Linked DNA regions of Mus musculus: regions 1, 2, 3 and 4 are each linked to region 5. A link is a contact called in public HiChIP or PLAC-seq and promoter capture Hi-C data. All regions are on one chromosome and are shown on one strand. The core of a region is the stretch at or near the end of the contact, and the rest is flanking DNA. Distances in the headings are between cores, read along the strand shown.

Evidence for each region. Promoter capture Hi-C pulls out the DNA fragments that hold promoters and counts their contacts. HiChIP or PLAC-seq counts read pairs in DNA pulled down with a chosen protein or histone mark.
Region 1: a contact with region 5 is called in a FOXA1 HiChIP or PLAC-seq map of pancreatic cancer cells. The contact joins the promoter of Src here to the promoter of D630003M21Rik in region 5. A contact is called at or near these places in 2 of 39 promoter capture datasets (HPC-7-derived erythroid cells and neutrophils) and 1 of 115 datasets of contacts at active chromatin or transcription factors (pancreatic cancer cells).
Region 2: a contact with region 5 is called in a promoter capture Hi-C map of hippocampal neurons, with 4 times the contacts expected there. The contact joins the enhancer-like site here to the promoter of D630003M21Rik in region 5. A contact is called at or near these places in 5 of 39 promoter capture datasets (the 3T3-L1 cell line, embryonic stem cells, hippocampal neurons and 1 more).
Region 3: a promoter capture Hi-C map of cranial neural crest shows a contact between it and region 5. The contact joins the promoter of Manbal here to the promoter of D630003M21Rik in region 5. A contact is called at or near these places in 1 of 39 promoter capture datasets (cranial neural crest) and 2 of 115 datasets of contacts at active chromatin or transcription factors (embryonic stem cells and pancreatic cancer cells).
Region 4: a promoter capture Hi-C map of second pharyngeal arch cranial neural crest shows a contact between it and region 5. The contact joins the promoter of Platr27 here to the promoter of D630003M21Rik in region 5. A contact is called at or near these places in 15 of 39 promoter capture datasets (the 3T3-L1 cell line, 3T3-L1-derived adipocytes, the C10 cell line and 8 more), 2 of 15 datasets of contacts at CTCF or cohesin (both in embryonic stem cells), 3 of 484 Hi-C or Micro-C datasets (LSK cells, bone marrow-derived macrophages and brown adipocytes) and 2 of 115 datasets of contacts at active chromatin or transcription factors (embryonic basal ganglia and stem cell-derived neural progenitor cells).

What each region holds. Positions count from the first base shown.
Region 1 is chr2:157,421,460-157,425,691 of GRCm38.p6, reverse strand. It overlaps Src (Rous sarcoma oncogene), which reads right to left and starts at 1,399. Exons shown (of 15, transcript NM_009271.3): 1 at 1,278-1,399.
Region 2 is chr2:157,338,676-157,342,890 of GRCm38.p6, reverse strand. The region is part of intron 1 of Ghrh (growth hormone releasing hormone); the gene reads left to right. Among named protein-coding and RNA genes, the nearest start is that of Ghrh, 5.9 kb to the left of the region's middle. Within about 2 kb of position 2,435, at least 81 of the 459 cell types and tissues checked have an H3K27ac peak or open chromatin away from gene starts, as enhancers often do. A contact at or near this core is called in hippocampal neurons, where this site is marked.
Region 3 is chr2:157,365,005-157,369,096 of GRCm38.p6, reverse strand. Manbal (mannosidase, beta A, lysosomal-like) reads right to left here and starts at 1,503. Exons shown (of 3, transcript NM_026968.3): 1 at 1,457-1,503. It overlaps Gm39974 (a long non-coding RNA gene), which reads left to right and starts at 3,916. Exons shown (of 3, transcript XR_866905.1): 1 at 3,916-4,092.
Region 4 is chr2:157,595,051-157,599,241 of GRCm38.p6, reverse strand. It overlaps Platr27 (pluripotency associated transcript 27), which reads left to right and starts at 1,922. Exons shown (of 2, transcript NR_166472.1): 1 at 1,922-2,147; 2 at 3,257-3,663.
Region 5 is chr2:158,227,575-158,231,680 of GRCm38.p6, reverse strand. It overlaps D630003M21Rik (RIKEN cDNA D630003M21 gene), which reads left to right and starts at 2,457. Exons shown (of 14, transcript NM_177657.5): 1 at 2,457-2,597. The coding sequence starts at 2,595.

The sequences.
Region 1 (4,232 bases), core at 150-2,649, 800 kb after region 5:
CAGACCAGGCTAACCCCGGGAGGCGTTCACTGGATATCAGCAGCTCTGGTTATAACTGCTCCATTTTCTTTCCTGTGGTTCTGCAGCTAGCACCAGGGCCTTGAACAAGCTGAGCCTGTGCTCTACCACCGAGCTACCTCACAAGCCAACTGATCGATCCTCCCTGAGAGGACTGAGGCCAAAGGGAACCCTTTGTAGCACGGAGTTACCCGCTTCTGCAGGCAGCTGTGCCACAGGTACCTCAACCATCCTGTGCGAGCGAGCTCCAGGATGGGACTCATTTATTGAGCACGCCCCCCCATATATGCCAAGTCCTGGGCTGCGGAAGTGCAGGGAATAGTCACTGATGTGAATAGTCCAAGGGGCGGTCCCTGGCTCAGGTCACTCAGGAAAACAAGAAACCTAGACACCTGGACTCCATAAGGTTGGAAGAGTCCCCTGCCCCCGCCCCTGCCCCCGCCCCCGTGTCCACCTTGGTAACTAAATCTGACCTATACCCAGATGACCCCAACACCACTTGCCTTCACTGGGCAGTCTGTAAAGCCGGGAAGACCTCAGGGTCCCAGAAGCCTCACACACCTCTGTCCACCTTTCTAATCGGAATGCCTCAAAGGTTTATGGGATGGATACCCAGAGTGAGTCCCCTCTGTTCACCCCACCCTTCAACCAGCCCACCTACCACTGAGGAGGGCCTTGGCTCAGAGAGCTAACTAAGGCACAAGTGGTGGTGGGTCGTAGTAGGGGGCACAAACTCACCTCCAGTACCTGCCTGGGTGGGCAAGCGGACCTGGTGGCGGTAGTGAAACCCCAAAACTTTTGCCAACTTCTGAGTCCATCGGTCGCTGGGCCTGCGCAGGGGCGAGGCTGGGGGTTGGGGGGGATGGGGGGCGAGGACAGGGTGGCCCTGTTTCTTCCAGACCAGCAGCACTAGGCCCTACCCAAGGCCCCAGTGAGACCTAAGGAGGTAGTGTGGCCCTCCAGGTGCCCCTTCCCCAACGCCCACCCCACCCCCACCGCCCACTCCGGGCCGGGGGCGCCAGGCCCAGCAGCCGCGATCGCGGGCGGCGCCGATCGGCCGGGTTTTCAAATGTGGCCTAACCGAGCCAGGGGACTCTGCGGCCGAGGGTCCCCGCGTTCCGGTGCCCCCCGCACCCCGCTCGTCCTCCCCCGCGCATCCCAACAAAAGGCCGCGGCGGGCAGCTCGCGGGCCGCGGCGTAGAGTGGGCAGGGCGGGAGCCCGCAGCAGGGCGCGGGGCCGGCGGGGCGGGGGCGCTCACCTGCACGGCGACCGTGAGCTCCGGACGCGCCCGGGCGGACCCCAGCGGGGCGCGCGGCGCTGGCGGGCAGCGGCCTGGCCGCTCCGGCGGGGCGGCCGGTTGGATTCCGGGCCCGGAGAGACAGACCGAGAGAAAGGGAGGAGGCGGCGGCGGTGGCGGCGGCGGCGGCGAGGGGGAGGGAGCGCGCGGGAGGAGGGGCCGCGGCCGCCGCGAGCCGGAGAAAGGAGGAAGCGCGGACCCGGGCCCCGCCGGCGACCCGGGAGACCTGCTGTGCGAGCCGGGCCCGCGCCTCCCGCACCCAGCCCCCCACCCCCCGCAGCTCCGCCCGCGGGGGCGCCCCCCCAACCCCACGCCACGCGCCGGGCTCGGCCTCCCGGGACCACGTTAGCGTTCAACCCTAGCTACCTGAGCTACGCACCGGTGGCTAGCACTGTCCGGAAACTGAGGCACTGGCCACACCAGCCTTGACCCTGAGTGTCTCTAATCCTCAGAGACTGGAACCGAAGGGACAGGGAAATAGTGAGGGGGAGAGGCAGTATTGTTAAAATGTATCAAAAGGCAAAACAGTGGCTCACTATGTGGCCAAGGCTGGCCTTGAACTTGCGGAGCCTCCAGCCTCTGCCAATGGAGGGCAGGAACTTGCGGGGCCCAGCTCAATTAGGCCAAGCCTAAATTCACTTTCAATGCATAAGGAGACCGTGTGCATCTGCTGGGCAGTGTGCTTGTTGCCAGCCACTGAGGATGACAGAACCAACCGGACAGGAAGTAGAGAAGAAAAATGGGGCAAGCGGGATGAGATGTGGCTTCAGGCTGGTCTCAAAGACCACCAGGTTCTAGCGCTGCCCGTTGGGGGTCCAGGAGCATCCTTGACTCCTCCCGTTCACTCTGGAAAGATGGGCCTGACCATCTATCAACCATCTCCATGTTCCTTCCTTGAAAGTGCTTCCATCTCACAGACAGGGAAACTGAGGTTCATGTGGCACAGGCCTGGGCTTCTGGCAAAGATCCCTCCCAAAGGGCAAGTCCCCCATCATCCTAGATTGTGAGAGGCTCCAGCCCCAGGGTACAGCTATGTCTCCCAGGAGACCAGGAAAGGGCAAAGCTTTGAGTCAGACTGATCTGAGGTCACATCTAGGCCAGGTGCCTCAGGGTGTGTTCTGTCCACTAGCTTCCTGTTCCAGCCCCCTCTGTTGTGAAGAAGGAGTGGGCCAGGCTGAAGATCTGAGGGCCTCACTGACAAGAGCAAGTGGGGCCAGGGTAGCCCACTGTGGCCACGGGGACTGCTCAGGGTTTCTCATGAACAGCGGGCAAACTAGCCAGCCACTCCTGTTCGCAGGGCTTGCTTAAAGATTAACGGCAGTTTCCCAGGGCTCCCCTGGGCAGGCTCTGGCTGGAGGAGCAGGTTTCTCCGCCCTCCTCCATGCCTAAGATTTGTCTAATGGCCTTTACTGGCCACTCTGGGCTGAGGGAGGGGAGGGGAGGGTGGATACTCTTCCTGTGAGGCACTGGGGCTGGCTCTCAAACGGCTTGCAAGCACTTACTGAGCAGTGTCCTTCCCTGTGCCATACTTGGTGATGTCAGACTGGTCACCTGGTGTCAGCCTCAGAGGAAGTACGTTCTACTTGGAAATGGGGAGAAATGTGACAATGAACCCATTAGTTTTTCCTTCCAGAGAGTTGGTTAACTATTTGCCAAATGTATCACTACATCTGTCCCCAGAAATTCAACAGGAAAGGTCTGGGTGGTTCTAGAGCTGAGAAGACAGAGAGCTTCAAAGCATAAACTTTAGACTGACAGGCTAAGGTTGAACCCGGAGCTCCACCGTTGTGCAAATATATGCATGACCTAACGTATGCTATTTCCCCCTGAGCCGCAGTATGCCAGCAGCCTGCCCAGTGGGTAAGGCTTCCATGAGAGAGACGAGGTAGGTTTGCACTGATAAGTCCTCACAGTCTTACGTGGAAGAGTGCTGTTGGCTCTGCTGCAGACACAGCCTCCCTCACACGTGCCCTCCTTGAGGGCAGCCTTACATCAGAGGTTCTCAGAAGAACCACCCAGCACAAGGGTTTCATTACTGAACTTTCTGAGTACTCTTTGTTGTTAACCATCCCTCCGGGCTTCCGACTGTAACCCCTACCAGGAATGCCCACCCCTACCACCAGCCTCCACCCTCCCAGGCCTTCGTGATCCTGGGTAAGGGCCATATCCTCCAGGACACGTTTCTAGACACACCCCTGATAGAGACACAACCCCAAGTCCATTCTGGGTGTGTCTGTTTGTACCCTGAGGGCAGGAGCCATGGCCTGGCCTATGCCCAGTATAGAGTGGTCACTGGCCAGCTGGCTGTAGAAAACACAGTGATGTGGCATCCACAGACTGTACGAGGACAAGTTCCAACCTTCCTATCACTGACTCTGACTCTCCTCCTTCTTAGTTACTCACCACTCAAATGGGAACGATCATCCCCATTGCAGAATATGATGGGAGAGATATTGGTCTGGCCTGGCAGACAGATGATCATGTACCTTATTTTGCTCTGTGTTAGTAAAACAGCACCTTACTGCTTCATGTCTGTGCATCAGTACTATGAAGCGTCCGGGGCCAGACTCGGAACATCCCAACACTAAACACTAATGCATCGCCCCAACCTCCAACCCCTAGATGAGTCTCCCTCTGTAGCTCACACTGGCCTCACTCACACTTTTGACAATCCTCCTGTCTCAGCCTCCCAGACGTGAAGACACAGGTAGAAGCCATCTTGCCCAGCTTTGGCAAACTCTCCTTGTGTGGACATTGTCAAAAAAGACAGGACATCTAGAAATGGAGGATGCGTTAGTGGGTCAGAGCACTTGATATACAAACAGGAGGATCTCCAGCCAGGCATGGCCACGCACGTCAAACCCCAGACTAGAGAGTGGAGACGGTCAAACCCTGAGAGCTCACTGGCCAGCAGAT
Region 2 (4,215 bases), core at 1,186-3,685, 890 kb after region 5:
TGTGAAATGCACAGAGCCATCTTCCCTCACAGTACCCCTGTCACAAACCACGGGAAAGTGTTAATCTTATCACATTGAGAACTCTACCTGACAGGATCTACAGAGACATCCACTGGCTCTACTCCATGGGAAATCTGCTATCTGTTGTAGGGCTGGAGGATATTTGCCTCAGGGTGCTGTAGCTGGGCCAGGGTGGTTACAGTGTTCTGGAATGAAAGGCAAATACTTGTTTGACTCAGGCCCCTACTTACTGTCTGTGTGAGACTAGACATAGCATTCTGCTTCTCCGAGGTTCAGCTTTTTCGGTCCTGCAGTGGGAGCCCTAGGTGTTCCTAATCCTGACGGCTGCTGAGTGGTGAAGTCATGCATGGATGGATATCACCAGCTGGGCTGTAGTTCAGGACAACTGGGATTCAGTAAATGACAGGGAATTGCTGGCCCCAGGTGACAGGGCTAGAGCTTCAGGCTGAGTCCTAGCCATGAATTCTGGCTTCTGGAGTTTAGTAGCAGAGCTACCAGGGAGCCAGGTGGGAGTGGGGCTGGGTGTGGCAGGGCTGATCTTGGGCTAAATGACTGGGAGTGGGTGAAAGTGGGGTTGGAAGAAGAACTCAGACATCTTGCTTCTGGTTGCTGGTGCTAGGCTACTAGGTCCTTTAACTGAAGTGGAACCACGGAGCGGAAATGAAGCCATATTAGAGCCCTGACGTTTTTATGTCATGGAAAACTGAGAACTGGATTCAGACAGGACTTTGGGGTTTGCCTATGATGGGGAAAATAATAAGAACGTCCACTTCTCTACCGCAGAACCGATTGTCGCTAAGACATGCTAACCCTGAGACTTCGGAGGAGATCCCATTAGAAGCTCCCTCCTTACTGACTGACACATGTTCTTGGTCCTGAGGTGTGCTGAGAGACCTGGGTGATATACCCTGGTCCTGAGGCAGGGCTTGAGCCAGGATGTTCCCCTAAATGGAAACACAGCTAAAAGCTTGGGTATGAACTGGGAAGAGGAAGATGAAGGGGCTTGGGTGGCAGAGTGAAGGATGGCAGATCTGATCAGAACCTGCTTTGTTAATGGGATTTCATAGGGAACAAAGCCCCACACAAGGGGGCTTCTGACATTGAAACAAAGCCTGACACCACCAAAGACTGGAGAACAGCGCCACCTTCTGGCTGCCTGAGGCTATGACCCTTCTCTCCGGGAAGACTCCCAGGGCTTTTAGGGAAACCATCTAATGTCTGATGTCTTAGTGTCCTAGAACAAAAACGACCCATTTGAGCTCATTTCTGGTGAGCCTGAGATTGTGCTCTCTTACCAACTCCCCCTCCTCACCAACACACCTGCTATTCGGACCCGGATCAGCTTTGGTCCCCAGCATCTGGAGGGGCTTAGAGAAAGAAAGCGCCCCGCCACACACCCCACCCCTGCACACACACACACACACACACACACACACACACACACACACACACACACACTATAAAATCATCCAACCCCAGGGGAGATCCCACCCCAGGCTGGGAGAATGTTTCTTGGAGAGACAGGCCAAGGAGATGTAGAGACAGGCCCCATGTAGGGACAGTAGCCTTGTAGCATGAGGCTTGGATTAACTCTATTCACCCTATAGCCAGCCCGGTATACATTTATAGCTCATAGTTCCCCTGCCACAGTGAGATATTCTAAGCAAGAAGAATTTACTAGAACTGTTACATAAGGGGGCAGCACTTTCGAGTAACCCGGAGGTGTTACACAGAGACAACTGTGCATCGCTGAGCTACAATTCCAGTCCCCTTTAAAATTTTTATTTTGAAAATTACCTAGGCCGGCCTTGAACCCTCCTTGACCTTGTGGTCCTTCTACCTCCATCTACCGGGATGGAGGATGCTGGGATTAGAGACCAGCTTGGATAGGCAAGTCTTGACTTTGCCTCTTCATTGGAGACCTCCTTGGATACAGGCTGGTTTTTTTTGTTTGTTTGTTTTTGTTTTTTGTTTTTTAAAAGGGGGGGGGCTTCAGCATTACCACCCAGCCAATGCGCCTTTTCTGGAGGAACCATACAGACTAGGAGAGAGGACCAACCAGGCCAGTTTACAGAAAAAGAAACCAAGGCTCAGAGAAATCAAGTGACTTGTCTGGGGCCACCCAGAAAGGCTACAGTAGCCAACACTGGTGGCCTGGCTCTGACATAACACACATGTACATCCACGTGACCCTTGCTACTGAGGACTCCATAAACAGACCCAGAAGGGCAAGAGAGTCAAGGGAACCGGGAAGTCCAGGGTCTGGGACTTCTCCATCTCCTGCACAGTGCTCTGGGGCAGGCTGGGAATGCTTCCATCGTTCACACAAAGTGGGGTCTGAGGCCCACAGATAGGCCCCCTTTGTTCATGGGCTCTCCCTCCCCACTGCCTGCCCAGCCTGCAGCAGCCACCTCTTTGAATGGCTGGCTCTCACACTGGAAATTTGCAACACAAATGTGCGGCCTGTCTCCCTCTCAGCCTGTCCACCGCTGCCCCAGCCTTTGGGGGGACTTCTAGAATCCACCTCTCTCTGGGGTGCTTTCTTTTTTGTTTCAGCTCAAGCCCCTAGACACCAACACAATCACTAATTAAGGTCGGGTTAAAAACACATCTTGGGAAGGAGCCAGTGCTGAGCGAGGCCAGCCAGCCAGAGCGGGGTGGTGGGAATCGGAGGTGGAGGCTGGATTTTTATTCTTGAGACTCTGGCTTTCTCACCCCATTTTAGTAGGCTTGTCAACAAATAAAGCCTGTTAGTAAGATGGCTTCCAGCTTCCCTAACCATTCCGCTTGGCTTTCTGAGCTCAGGACTGGCTGGAAATTGTTGCTAAGACACAGCCTGTCTCCACTTCCTTACCGGGGAGGCAGGTGTCATGACCCCACCTTGCAAACGCAGTAACTGGGGTGCAGAAGGATGAAGTGCCCTGTCCAGATTCCCTCGTGGGGCAGAGCGTGGTTTCATAGGAACTCACTGGCCGCCTCCTTTCCCAGCTGAAGAAGTGCTTCCTGGTTAAAGTGACCTTTCCTTCTCCCTGCAATTCTTGAGCGCTTTTGTGTGTTTTTGGAATTGAAGCTTCTGCTTCTCACAGCCCTCTGATGCTGGGTCTCCTTATTTCTCAAGGCCCAAATCCAGCTCAGAGGACAGAGACCCAGACATTCCCAAATGGCGGAAATGAGACCTTGGCGCTCAGGATCACTAGTGCAAAGAGCGCTGCAGCCTGGGGGTGGTGGGGGCTAATTAGATGTTTAGTAAGAGTTTGTAAGAGAAGGAAACAAATGCTGGATTAAGAACTGGCCAGCAGTAGTGCTCCCTCGCCCTGGAGGGAATGCAAAAGGCACAACTTGGGTCTGGAGGACAGTTTGTTAGTCAGTCCCTCTTCATCCTCTTCCTCTTCTTCCTCCTCCTCCTCCCCCCTCTCCTCCTCTTCTTCCTCCTCCTCTCACTCCTCCTCCCCCTCCTTCTCCTCTTCCTCCTCCTCTTCCTTCTCTTCCTCTTCTTCCTCTTTCTCCTCCTCTTCCTCCTTCTCCCCCTCCTCCTCCTTTTCTTCCTCCTCCTCTTCCTCCTCCTCCTCTTCTTTCTCCCCCTCCTCTCCTCTTCTTCCTCCTCCTCTCCCTCCTCCTCTCCCTCCTTCTCCTCTCCCTCCTCCTCCTCTTCTTCCTCCTCTTCCTCTTCTTCCTCTTTCTCCTCCTCTCCCTCCTCCTCCTCTTCTTCCTCTTCCTCCTCCCCCTCCTCCTCCTCTCCTCTTTCACTTGCTGAGACACTTTAATGCTTGGCAGCTTTTTGAATATTCAAAGTATTCTCTTACTGCACAACAACGGTTCCCCTCCTAGAACCCTCCAAGACGAATGGATTTGCCCATTCTCACTAAGTCTTGCCAAGATTGATAATTTTAAGACACAAGTTTTATTTATTTATTTATTTATTTATTTATAATTTTGTGCATGGGGGTGTTTTGCCACAAGTAGGTCTGAGCACCCTATGCATGCAGTACCCACAGAGGCCAGAAGAGGGCGTTGGGATGCCCTGGGACTGGAGTTAGAGATGGCTGAGTCACCCTGTGAGATCAAACGTATGTCCTCAGAAAGAGCAGCCTGTGCTCTTGATCACTAAGCTCCAGCTCTGTGGAGTGAATCTTAATGTACAGCCTCCAACAAGAATGAACTTAAAGGTTCCTCAGGGTGCGTGGATAAGCAAGC
Region 3 (4,092 bases), core at 254-2,753, 860 kb after region 5:
TGTGTTCTTCTGCTGGGACTATAGCAGAGACCTCCACACTGGCAGTGACGTCCGCTATGGAGATTTTGGTTTCAGAACGAATCCATCCCTAACCTGTGTGACCATCCCTTATTCCCAGGAAGTGGCTTTGTGCTCTTGTTTCAGGGGAGGCCTGGCTGAAGCCTTCACATAGCGTAAGGCAGTCTTTGTCCGTTTCTACTCACAAATTCGATGCCATCTCTATCCTAACTAAGTAAACATTTACTACACACTATGGCTGTAACCTTGGCAATGTGAGGTTCAAAAACAAAACTACCACTTATTGATGTTTCAGCAAAGTTCCCATGGAGCCCTCAAATTTGCTATGCAGCCCAGAACAGTATAGGCATGCTCTGCCCCACCCCCAGACTTAGGATGCAAGGGATAAAAACCAAGGCTTTTACACGCTGGGTAAGCCCTCTTCCAACTCAGCCATATCACCAGCTCTGATTTTTAATTTTGATTTTTTTTTTTTCGAGACAGGGTTTCTCTGTGTAGCTTTGGTTGACTTGGAACTTATTCTGTAGACCAGGCTAGCCTCCAACCCACAGAGCTCCTCCAGGATGGCCAGGGCTGCACAGAGAAACCCTGTCTTGGAAAAACAACAAAAATTTTGTTCTCACCAAATAGCTTAGCAACTTTAGCCTAAGAATCTTCCTTTAAAAAAAAAAAAAAGGCTGTTTAAAATAGCACCTTTTTCAGCAAACCCCAAAGGCTATCATTACTACTCTTGTGCTGATATGAGGGTTACACAGGCAGCTGTCCTACGTGACTAATGAGGGGGTAGCGTATACAGAGGGATACGCCAAGCAAGACGATGACCTACGTGTAAAGCAGGAAGAGGTAAAACTTCATCGTGCTACTATCTTAGGGCCGGGAAGAACAGTTCTGGGGTCTGAACATGGGACTCAAGCACGCTGGGTGAGTCTCCACTACTGAGCTACTCAAAACACACAAATTCAAAGCCATGCGCGGTTTGTTTCTGGAGTCTTCCACTTTCTATTTCCAGGTGTCAGGTCACTGGAACCGCAGACACCGGGGAGGCTATCGCATTCCCCATCCCTTTCTCTGGCAGTTTTCTCTCAAGCACACACTGCAACTAAGCACTGATACGCTCCCGGCCTTCGCATCCTCCGCACAGGCCCAAGGGAGCCTTCTGCGGGGAAGGAAAGTGACCGGGAGAGGAAGATCGAGATGCCCGAGGTAACACAGCCATCCAGGGCACACCCGACAAGCCAAGCCCCGGCTGGTCCCGGCGCAGGGCAGGCTGGGCCCTGGCCCTGCACAACCCTCGCGAGGGCCCCAGTCTCCTCGGAACGCAGACTGCCTTTACAGATAACTGCCCTCCGCAACCCCGGAAGCCGCTGTAACCCGCAACGCCGCCCCGATCCCGCCCGCCGGGAAGCCTCGGCCGGGTTATCCGAGCCTCAATACTTACCTCCCGGAACGCCGCGCCGCCGCACCGGAAGTGATCCCTCGTGACCCGGAAGCGATGTGCTGGGAGCAGCAGCAGATTCCGCTCAGCGGGTTTTACCAGGTCCACCGCTTCCTCGCCGTCTTCCTCCTGCTCTCCCCTAATTAGACACCGAAGGTTGAAGCTTTAATGAATTTTTTATTTGATTTGAGACAGGGTCTCAACAGTGTAGCTCTGACTGGCCTCGAACTGGGGGCAATTCTCCTGATTACAGCCGGTCTCCCCCCAGTTTAGAACTCAGTTCTAAGTCTGAGCCAGAAATCTACAATATAAGGGGTAGGACAAACATTACCATGCTATAATTCAGACAAAAACAAATCACCATAATAAATTAAAAAGAGACCAGTGAACATCTCTGCTTCCATGGAGTTTATAGTCAGTAAGTCACATAATAGATAGGGAATCCTTAATGCGATAAATGTTTGGAAGGCAAAAATCAGCATTGAAATAAGTGCGGCAGACCAGTTAGGAATGGAGTTTAATGGGCAGTGATGTGATTGGTGCCTGATAGTCAAGCCTTCACAGTCTCCCACGCTGACCAATGTGACCCATAGAATTTTGGGGAAATACTGAGCTTGAGTTCCGAGATTAAGACAGAAAAACATTGTGACTTCCTCTTTCCTCGCTCTTGATCATTCCTGGGAAGTCCCGCAGAGTGAGATTCACGTGGGCAGTTATCAAGCCTCCAGCCAACGAACTCAGCTTGGCAGCCAGATAAACTATCTCTAGGTCAGCTGATGTGGCCCTGACCCCTAAATCCTTTAATTATGTGTGCCACGGGTGGGTATTGGTGTGGGTACGGGTGTGGCATATGCACTCACATGCATGTACCTATGGCTGCTGAGGCCAGAGTATATCACGTGTCTTGCTCTATTATAGTCCACCTTATTCCCTTGAGATAGGGAAAGCCGCAGGGATCCCGTATCCATCCTCTCCTCTCCTCTGCCTTGGACTGGCGTTAAAGATGTATGAGTGACCATGCCTGGCTTTTTACTTTGGGTCTTTGAGACCTTCATGTTTAGTCAATAAGCACTCTCACTCACTGAGCCATGCCCAGCCTCAAAATCAATTGTGTAGATGGATTTTGGGTTGTTTGGTTTTTTGTTTTTGTTTTTTCCTTTTTCTTTTCTACTTCTGAGGCAGAATCCTCAAGCGTGCTGCTCCAAACTCCTGCTGCTGTGAGGTCCTCCCAATGGTAGACATAGACGGTCATCGACAACCCAAGCCAAAACAAACTTGCAAAGTTTCTTCTATCGGAGCCTAACAGCAACAAACGAGTAACTAGGGACTGGAGAGAGGCTCAGTGGTTAAGTGTGTCTGCTGCTCTTCCAAAAGAACCTGGGCTTGGTTCCTAGCACCCACATAATGGCACAAAATCCTTTATAACACCAATGTCAGGAAACCAGAAGCTTTCTTCTGGTCTCTGTGTACCAAGCACACATGTGATACAAATACATACATGCAGACAAAACATTATATATATTATATATGTTATGTTATATTATATATACATACACACACACACACACACACACACACACACACACACATATATATGGTCTGGAGAGAACAAATATTTAATACAGGACTTGCCCTAAAAGTGCCCAATATGTATGGATAGATAAAGACAGTCATTTTTGCTTGAGCGTTTTTTATTTTTGAGACAGGGTCTCACAGTGTCATCCTAGCTGGCCTGGAACTCTCTATATAGATATATAGACCAGGTTAGCTTTGAACTCACAGAGATACGTCTACCTCTGTCTCCCTAATGCTGAGATTAAAGGTGTGAGCAACCACACCCAGAAAAAAAAAAGATGTTTTATGAATTCTTTACCCTCTATTCAAAGATATATCAGAACTTAACCTCTACTGTTCCAGAATGTGATTCTATTTGGAGGCAGGATTTTTGTGGGGGAAGGGGTTGCAGTGAACCTTATGGACGGTGTTCAAGAGAATAGGGCTCCCTAAGCCCCTCCCCTTCTTCCACGGGTCTAGGATAGAAACTGTGATGGGTCTTAGTGCTGGGGCTGAGTTGGGACAGGGACTCCTCAGCAGCCTAGGGCCTCTCCCTCTCCTGTGCTTCCTGGGGTTGGTGATCCGGGCCTTTTTACTCTTTGGAGGCCATATAGACCATGAGGTCTGCCACCTTTTGCTGTATTCATTGTCGTGATAGGAAATGAGCTTTACTAAGTTACGGAGTGAGGATTTTCATAAAAGTAAATCAGCTGGACATGGTGGCTCACACCTGAAATCTCTGCACTTGGGAGGCAAAGACCAACAGATTTCTGTGAGTTCGAGGTCAGCAAGGTTTTACAAAGTAAGTTCCAGGACAGCCAGGACACACAGAGAAACCTTGTCAAAAGACACAGAGACAGAGAGAGAGAGAGAGAGAGAGAGAGAGAGATGGATATGGAGGTGCACACTTAATCCCAACACTGGAGGGGCAAAGGCAGAAGGAACTCCAAGTTCCAAGCCAGCCTGGTCTACGTAGCAAGAGCCAGGACTAAATAAAGCAATCCAGTCTCAAACAAACAAAAGAGGGCCAAGGAGATGGTGTATTTAGTCAAGATGCTGCTGCATACGTGCATGTGCCTGGTAGC
Region 4 (4,191 bases), core at 673-3,172, 630 kb after region 5:
TAAGAGTGAACATAGCGATATTTAGACTACGCTGACACTGTAAGCATGGAGCAAAATCCACTATGTGCTTATACAAAGGACAGCTACATTAGCTTGTTAAGAGATTGACAGTATAGAATGAGGTAAATTAAGACATCAAAAGTCAAAATAGGGGACAAGGGCCTGCTCAGAGGTACAACTATTACCCAGCACACAAAAATTACATAAATAAATTTAAATGGGGCAAATGGAGTCTTTTTGTTTGTTTCATTTTTGTGTCTTTTTTTAAATCTGTATGACTAAGGCTAACTTTCTATCCACTTAAAATAACTTGTAACAAGCTGGGCAGGCGTGGTGGCGCACCCCTTTAATCCCAGCACTTGGGAGGCAGAGGCAGGTGGATTTCTGAGTTCGAGGCCAGCCTGGTCTACAGAGTGAGTTCCAGGACGGCCAGAGCTACACAGAGAAACCCTGTCTCAAAAAACCAAAAATAAATAAATAAATAAATAAATAAATAAATAACTTGTAACAAAATGGTTGCTTCTTCAGAAAATTTATTCAAGAAGGAATAGAACCCAGCCCACCATCTCCAGGACACCTGCAGACAAAGCTAGACAAAGATGTTAAAGGAATACAGTTAGCCAGGTGTGGTGGCTCATGCCTGTAACCCCAAGCCCTCTGGGTGGGTCTGTACTTTATTTTTCATTTAGTTTTATTTTGTAAAATATGCTTCAGTGAAGTTGAGTCTCATTTGTTTGTTGTTTGTGATTGGGTCTCACTCTGTAGCTCAAGCAGACATTGGGTCATCCCACCTCAGCCTTGCAACTGCTAGACCCTAGAGACATGAGCCACCATCACTGAATAGGAGTGTGTGTGTGTGTGTGTGTGTGTGTGTGTGTAAGAGAAAGAGAGAATGTGTGTGATAGAGTGTATGTGAGCATGGGTGACTGTGTAGAGTGTGTGTCAGGATGTGAATGTGACTATATGTGTGTGTGTGAATGTGTGTATGAGTGTGTGTGAGAGAGAGAGAGAATGGGGGAGTGTGTGTATGAGTATGTGTGTGTCAGAGTGTGAGTGTATGTGTGTGTGGGGAGAGTGTGTGTACGTGTGTAGAGTGTGTTAGAGTGTGAGTACATATGTGTGGGTGGGTGTGAATGTGTGAGAGTGTGTGTGTGACAGTGTATGTGTGTGTGAGAGAGTTTGAGTGTATGAGTGTGTGAGAGTGTGTGTGTATGAGAGTGTATGTATGTGACCGTGTGTGATTTGCATGTGCATGATGTGTGTATGTAGACATGTAGATGCCTGTGCTATAGTATGTGGAAGTCAGAGGCTAACCCCAGCTGTTGGGACTCACCTTTCACCTTGCTAGTTGATGTGTACCCCAGGTTAGCTGCCTGTGAGCATCTGGGCATTCTCCTATCTCTGCCTCCCATTTCCCTGGAGGCGGAACAGGATCCCACATGCACTGTCGTGGAGACTCAAAATCAAGCCCTTACACTCCTGAGGCATCTCACTCAGCCATCTCCCCAGCTCGGAGGCTGTTTTTGTTTATTGGTAGTATGGAAGAGCCAAGCGCCTCTTGGATACCAGAGAAGCTGTCTACCTCTAAACTACAGCCCCAGCCCTAGAAATTGGTTCTTTTTTTTTTTTTTTTTTTTTTTTTTTTTTTTGGTTTTTTGAGACAGGGTTACTCTGTATAGCCCTGACTATCCTGGAACTCACTCTGTAGACCAGGCCGGCCTCGAACTCAGAAATCCGCCTGCCTCTGCCTCCCGAGTGCTGGGATTAAAGGCGTGCGCCACCTAAAGGTAACAGTAGCAGAGCACTGTGGCAGAAATCTTCCCCTAATGAATAAAGATTTCAAGGGACCAATCACTGGGTGAGTAGTAGGCGGGACTTCTGGGTCGGTGAGAGGAAGAGGGAAGCACGAGAAAGAGACTTCCTTTTGGACAGGAGAGAGTGTGGAGTACACAATGTAGGTAGAAAGAGGTTCCTGGTTTAGGTGGCAGATCCACTGGGATGCACCACCTGGAGGATTTATAATTTGAATAGCTTACAAAATCAGGATGCTAGTTTCTGCACCCAGCGATTGTATTGCCTGTTGATTCTAAACTAAGATTGTGTGGTGTTTTCCTTCATGAGGCGACTCAGCTGGGTTCCAGAGAAAGGTATGGTGGCAGGGCATCCCAGCCTGCCACAGGAATTTGGAAGCATGGGGGGCTGGGGGAGGGGGGTGGCGGCGGCCGGCCATGGGAACTTAGAGAGCCGGGTGGCCTGTCCGCCAGTGCCTTGCCGGCCGTAGCATGGATTGCCTTTTAAATGTAGTTCACGCTACAGATCGTGGTAGTGCATACTTTACATCCGAGCACTTGGCAGGCAGAGGCACGAAGATCTCTGAGTCTGAGGGCAGCCTGGTCTGTGTAGTGAGTTCTAGAGCAGCCAGGACTACGTAGAGAGAAACTGTCTCAAAGCAAATAATAAATAAATGAATAATAAATACAATGTAACAATAAATCCTGCCTGAGGACTATAGCTTTCCTGGTACCAGAAGGCTTCATGCAAGCTTCCAAAGAAGGGAAGCAACCAAGAGCCCTACCCAGCTCTGACACCCATGAACCACACAAGCAGCATGGCACAGTAACTGTAAGGGTGCAATAGTGCCATGCATACTTTGGCAGTAACCAACAGCTCTCTAATTAGACATTAAGATCTTCTCAACGAGAGGGAAATCATGTCTGCTCCTGGACACCTAGCCAGTTACCCAAGACTACTGAAGTCATGGATTTTGAAGAAAAAAACCTATCACCTATAACCACTGCTTTACTAAACAGCATAACCCCTAACTACATCCTTAATATCTATGCTTATTTTCATAAAATAAGCACAGTCCTCACCTCTTACAACAGCAAATTAGTTAAACCACTTTGGTTCCCATTGGGGAAAGCGCTGCACTCACCCAAGAGCGCTCTGGATTCACCAATGAAAGGCACACACACCCCAAGCTAATTTTGATATGCCTTGACTAGCTCAATGGCTGGGCACTTTTTTATGTGTATGGGTAATTTTCTTAAAGATTTATTATTATATCTAAGTACACTGTAACTGTCTTCAGACACTCCAGAAGAGGGCGTCAGATCTCATTACTGATGGTTGTGAGCCACCATGTGGTTGCTGGGATTTGAACTCACGACCTTTGCAAGAGCAGTCAGTGCTCTTAACTGCTGAGCCATCTCTCCAGTTCCCAACAACCTCTTATCAAGGAAGCTTCTCTCTGCAGCAGATGAAGACCATTAAGGGAAACTACAACCCGTGGCTGAAGAGTGGGCAGAAGACTTGAAGAGCCAGAAGAACAGAGGATTTGCCTGTGAGATTGTGTCTCCTAGAAATGTCAGAAGCTGCGGCCATAAGGTCTTCCTAACGCGGCTGCCAACACATGGCCTGAACAAGGACGACGCCAGTAGACATGCTCATGTGGGCAGAGGAAGTGGAGCTTATGGAGCTTCAAAGCTGCAATTACAGGCAGCCAAGGAGTGCTGAGAGTAGGGGAACGTCTTCTCCAAGGAAGAAGCTACATAAGATAGAGAGCTCGTCTCAAAGAAATACATTATTGTTTGTAGACAGGGTTTCACTATGTAGACCAGGCTGCCTGCCTCTGATTCCTGAGATTAAAGGCATGTTTCACTACATCTGGCCAAATATGTATGTATGTGCTTGTGTGTGTGTGTGTGTGTATGTCACAATAAATCTGTGTAATGGAAACTGACCCTGTGGTGGGAAGAAAGATTCATCTCTTGCATTGACCTGTATCCCTGTCCATTCCATACAATTATGTAATTATGTTGTCAATTTCTGTAGGAAAGTCTTGCCTGAGACAGTGCTTAACTTGAAGATTGTTTGGGGAGAAACAATTTGAGTGTTGAGTCATTCAGTCCATAATTATTGGAGGCCTCCTCATTCATTTAGGGCAGCGGTTCTCAACCTTCCTGACGCTGTAACCCTTTAATACAGTTCAAGTTGTGGTGACCCCAACTATAAAATTATTTTGGTGCTGCTTCATAACTATAATTTTGCTACTGTTATGAATTGTAAATATGTCTGATCTGTGACCCCAGTGGGAGCTTGACCCACAGGTTGGGAACCACTGGTTTAGATGTTTAACTTTTCTCGGCTATTATTTTGTGATTTTTTAATATAGATCTTTGCACAGCTTGG
Region 5 (4,106 bases), core at 1,208-3,707:
CACACATGAGCATCCACACACCTGGGTGCCTGTCAAACTGTCATGCCACATCCACACAGCACATTTTGGGAAGAACTACATAGGCATAGGGTGTGATGGCTGCTCAGAAGCCCAGCAGTGGATTGTACTGGCCCATGTCATTTAGAGTCCATTTTACGTCCTCTCCCCTCCTTCCTATCTAGTCTCCTCTTGGATGACCAGCTCTTCCTCATCTGGACAGTTCTACTGGATTCCTGAGCACACATAAGCTGGGCCTGATTGGATTGTCCTTCTAAGGCTTAAGGACAGTGACCCAGGCAAGAGGAATGTCTGGGACTCATGCAGGCAGCACACCAAGGTAGTTAATGGAGTGGTTTCTAGAATGGAGGCCTTGTTCAGTCCAGGAATGCAGCTCTCTACCCCCACCCCACCCCCTAGGCTCTGCCTGGGGCTCTTCATCTCTCAAGTGTTGCCAGTGGCTGGGTCCGCCCCACAGTTTACTTGTGAGAGTGTCTGATGTGCAGAAAGTTCCATTTTAGCATGCTCACAGCTTGAAGTCGTCCTCCAGGTTTTCAGGGGCTTCTAGATTATTCCCGACGGTGAGACTCCTGGAGCATCCTTCCCGGAGGAGAGACCCAAGCTTTCTCAAAGACTCTGTAAGCTCCTAAGGCCTTTTCAATTCCATTTTCTCTGCTTACTTAGTTCAGAATCCTTTCTGTCTCCCGTGACCCTGGAAAACTGACCCTTTTGCTAGTTGTGTCTCCTCGTTGCAGTCCGCGGAACTCACAACCCCACCTCCCAGCTGAATTCTGCACAGTAAACTGAAGGCTGTTTCTTCCCCTTAAACAAATGCATTCCTATGGGGCTGTTGGCAGAGTGTTTGCCTAGCGTGTACAAAGGCCCAGACCCACATAAAACACAAGTAGCAGCGCATGCCTGTGACCTCAGCACTTGGGAGGCAGAGACAGAAGGGTCAGAAGGTCAAGGCCATCCTCAGCTGCATATGGAATTTTACCTCAGGCTGGGACACATAAGACCCTTCTCAAACAAAACAAAACAACAACAACAAAAGCCCCCTCCCCTCTCTGCTTCTTAGGGAGGGATTATCTGATGTTTAAATAACATCCCTAAGGAATGCTCGGAGCCCCACAGCAGAGTGAGATTACTAGTTGGGAATTACTAGTCCCTCAGTAAAAAAGGATTTGGGATGGCTCCTAGCACAGGTTCTTGTGAAGAGACTAGATAATCAATGGGTGGGGTAGGGTGCGGTGAGGGGGACATGACTGTGGATAAGCCTTAGAAGGGAAGCCTTTACCACCATGCCATCCTGCGGTCTCCACTTACTTGTCCCAATCTTTTTAAGCCATCCCCCTGGAGGCCTCCCGTGGCCTGTTCCCACTGCCTGGAATTCCATTTCCTGCGGCCCCTCTCTGTTCACTCAGGTCTCGTCATTCTAATAATAATAATAATAATAATAATAATAATAATAATAATAATATTTTTCCTGAGTGTGTATCTGTGTACCATGTGTGTTCCTGGTGCCCTCTGAGGTTAAAGAGGGCCTTAGATTCCCTTAGCAGGTAGTTGTGAATGGCCATATGGGTGCTGGGAATTGAACCTGTGTCTTGGAGAAGGGTGGCCAAATCTCTCCAGCCCCCTCTCGGGAGTTTCTGATCAACTCCATTCCTTTTCAGCAGTTAACTCACGGTTATTTTTTCTGTTCCTCTCGTTCTTGTTCCCATTCCCCGTAGGTGACAACCCCCACCCCCTTCCATCGCTCCCCAAGGACAGGGAGTCTGTGTCGTTCTGGCTCAGTGCAGTATTTGATAATAAAAAGCTCGATTCCAGAGTCATCCAACGGGAAAGCTACTACAGAACACCTCAGGAAGGGGCTTCCAAACAGCCCACCTCTCCTTCCACGATTGGTTCCGTGGTAGGGAGTCCACAGGCGTGGTGGGTGTCTGGGGCACCCTGCCTCATAGCAATGTGGGTGTCTGCCATGGGAGCTTCAAGTTCTTGAAGGCTCTGTGTGTGTGTTAGCCGCCATCCCAAGCCTGACACTGGGCCGTCAGGACTGATGCTGACATCTACTCCCCAATTCCAGGAAGGGGTGCTATCCTCACCAGCATCACCTCCACCACCTTCCTATTTTACAGTTGAAAAACTGAGGCTTAGGAGACAAAATGACTTGCAGATAGGAACAAGAAGCCAGCAGTCCTGGGTGGGGACGCTGGAGGGAGCGCTGGGCAGCGCCAGACACCCCTAGACTGTTCCGGTGGCCTCGGCAGGGGGTGCGGAGTGGACCAACGTCGGGCTCCTGTCACCCGCAGCGGCGGCGGCAGCAGGGCGGCGCAGAGCAAGGCGTCGCACAAAGGGCCGCTGTCCCGCCGCCGCCCCGCCCCCCCCCCACGGGGTGGCCCGCCTCTTCCCCCCCCCCCCTTTTCGCCTCCTCAGCCTGGGTCCCCTCTCCCTCTTCCCTGTCCGGGTCTGGCTGCCCCTCGGGATGAGGCCGGGTTAGGAGTACTCCTCTCGCCCTTCGCACTCTCTCCAGAGCTAGGAGAGCCAGAGCTTCGCGGGACAGAGACTGCCAACGCGGGGACCAGAGGAGCATCACCATGGTAACGCCCTCCTGGGCCTGGACCACCTCACTCTGCTGGGTTTTCTCCAGCACGCCCCCACCCCACCCCACCCCCCCGCGCCCCCGGGTGTGTGTGTGTGTCTGTGTGTGCACACGCGGCGCGCACGCACGCACGCACCTAGAGACCCTCGGTTCCTGGTGTGGGTCGTTGCTTAACTGCGTGCGCAGCTCCCGCAGAATTAGGGCAAGAGTGGGGCTCAGATCCACCCCTGGGCCTCGCGTCCTGCCTGGGCCTCTCTGCAGAGATGCACGCTTTCATCTCGCTCCAAACCAGTATGCAAATTTGAACTGGAGTTCTGGACCTTGAGCCTTGCAGAAAACTTGGTTGTTTTTTTTTTTTTTTTTTTTTTTTTTTTTTTTTTAGCGCTTTAAACTTTATGCTGACTGACAGTGCTGTGTCCTGTAGGGGGTCTGGAATGAGAGGGAAATCAAAGTCGTCGTGTCCCCCCCCCTCCCCCCCCCCCCCCGCCCCAACCCAGCACAGAACAGTAGTGCTGAGAAAGGGCGGACCCTGAGGGCAGGAGAGTGGGTTCGAGGGACTTGCTCACCAAATCTTGGGTGCCTTTGCTATTTTAGATACGGTGGTTTGGCACGGGGCCTTCCCATGGGCATGAGGTGTAGAGGCATCTGGGGAGAAGGCGGAGGGCTTACTTCTGTGCATGGGTTTCCTGGACTGCACCTGGGAACGGGACCTCTAGGAGAGTTGTGTGTGCCTTTGTGCCTGTGTCTGGGAAGAAGGAGTCAAAGTGAAGTCTGTTGCTCAGAGTCTTAGCTGGGCTCCAGACAGGTTCAGGATTGGGGAAGATTCTCTGGAGCAATTTTGCAAATCTCCGGGGATTTGGACAGAGCTGGGAGATGGGCCAGGGCATTCACCCCCTGACTCTGATTTGCTGTGCTGGCTTGGGTGGGCTTCCCTTCCTGTGTAGATCCATACCCAGAACTCTACAGAGAAATGCATTCACTCCGTGCCTGCACACACCAATCCCCGAACCACAATGAACACAAGCACACGGGGCTCATGTATCTGCTTGCTCGGGCTGAAATATGGACAGACACCTCTGCACACAGACAGTACAAAACTAGGCTCCCAAACTCAGACCCCAGAGCCAGAGGCACGGTAGACACCGCTCTTGGGGCATAAAAGTACATCCTAAGTGGTTCGGCCTAAGGCAGTGTTTGTCTGCCTCTCTCTATAGCAAGACCCTGTGCTGGGCTCTCTATGAGTGGGAGACATACCACGCCCACCAACTCTAACTGCAGACTTGTAGCCCCTCATCTCACCGATGAGAGCCTGAAGCCAAGGAGCCTACACTGTCACCCTTCCAGAAGTATGAAGCAGAACCGCTGGAATTCACACCCTGCAAAGTCACCTCGGTGCCACAGCTCATCTGTCTGTCAAAGCTCTGGTTTTGACGGAATCAGTTTATTCATTTTTCTTAAAAACAAACAAACAAACCCTCAGTAAACCCCGGATTCTCAGGTCAAAGGT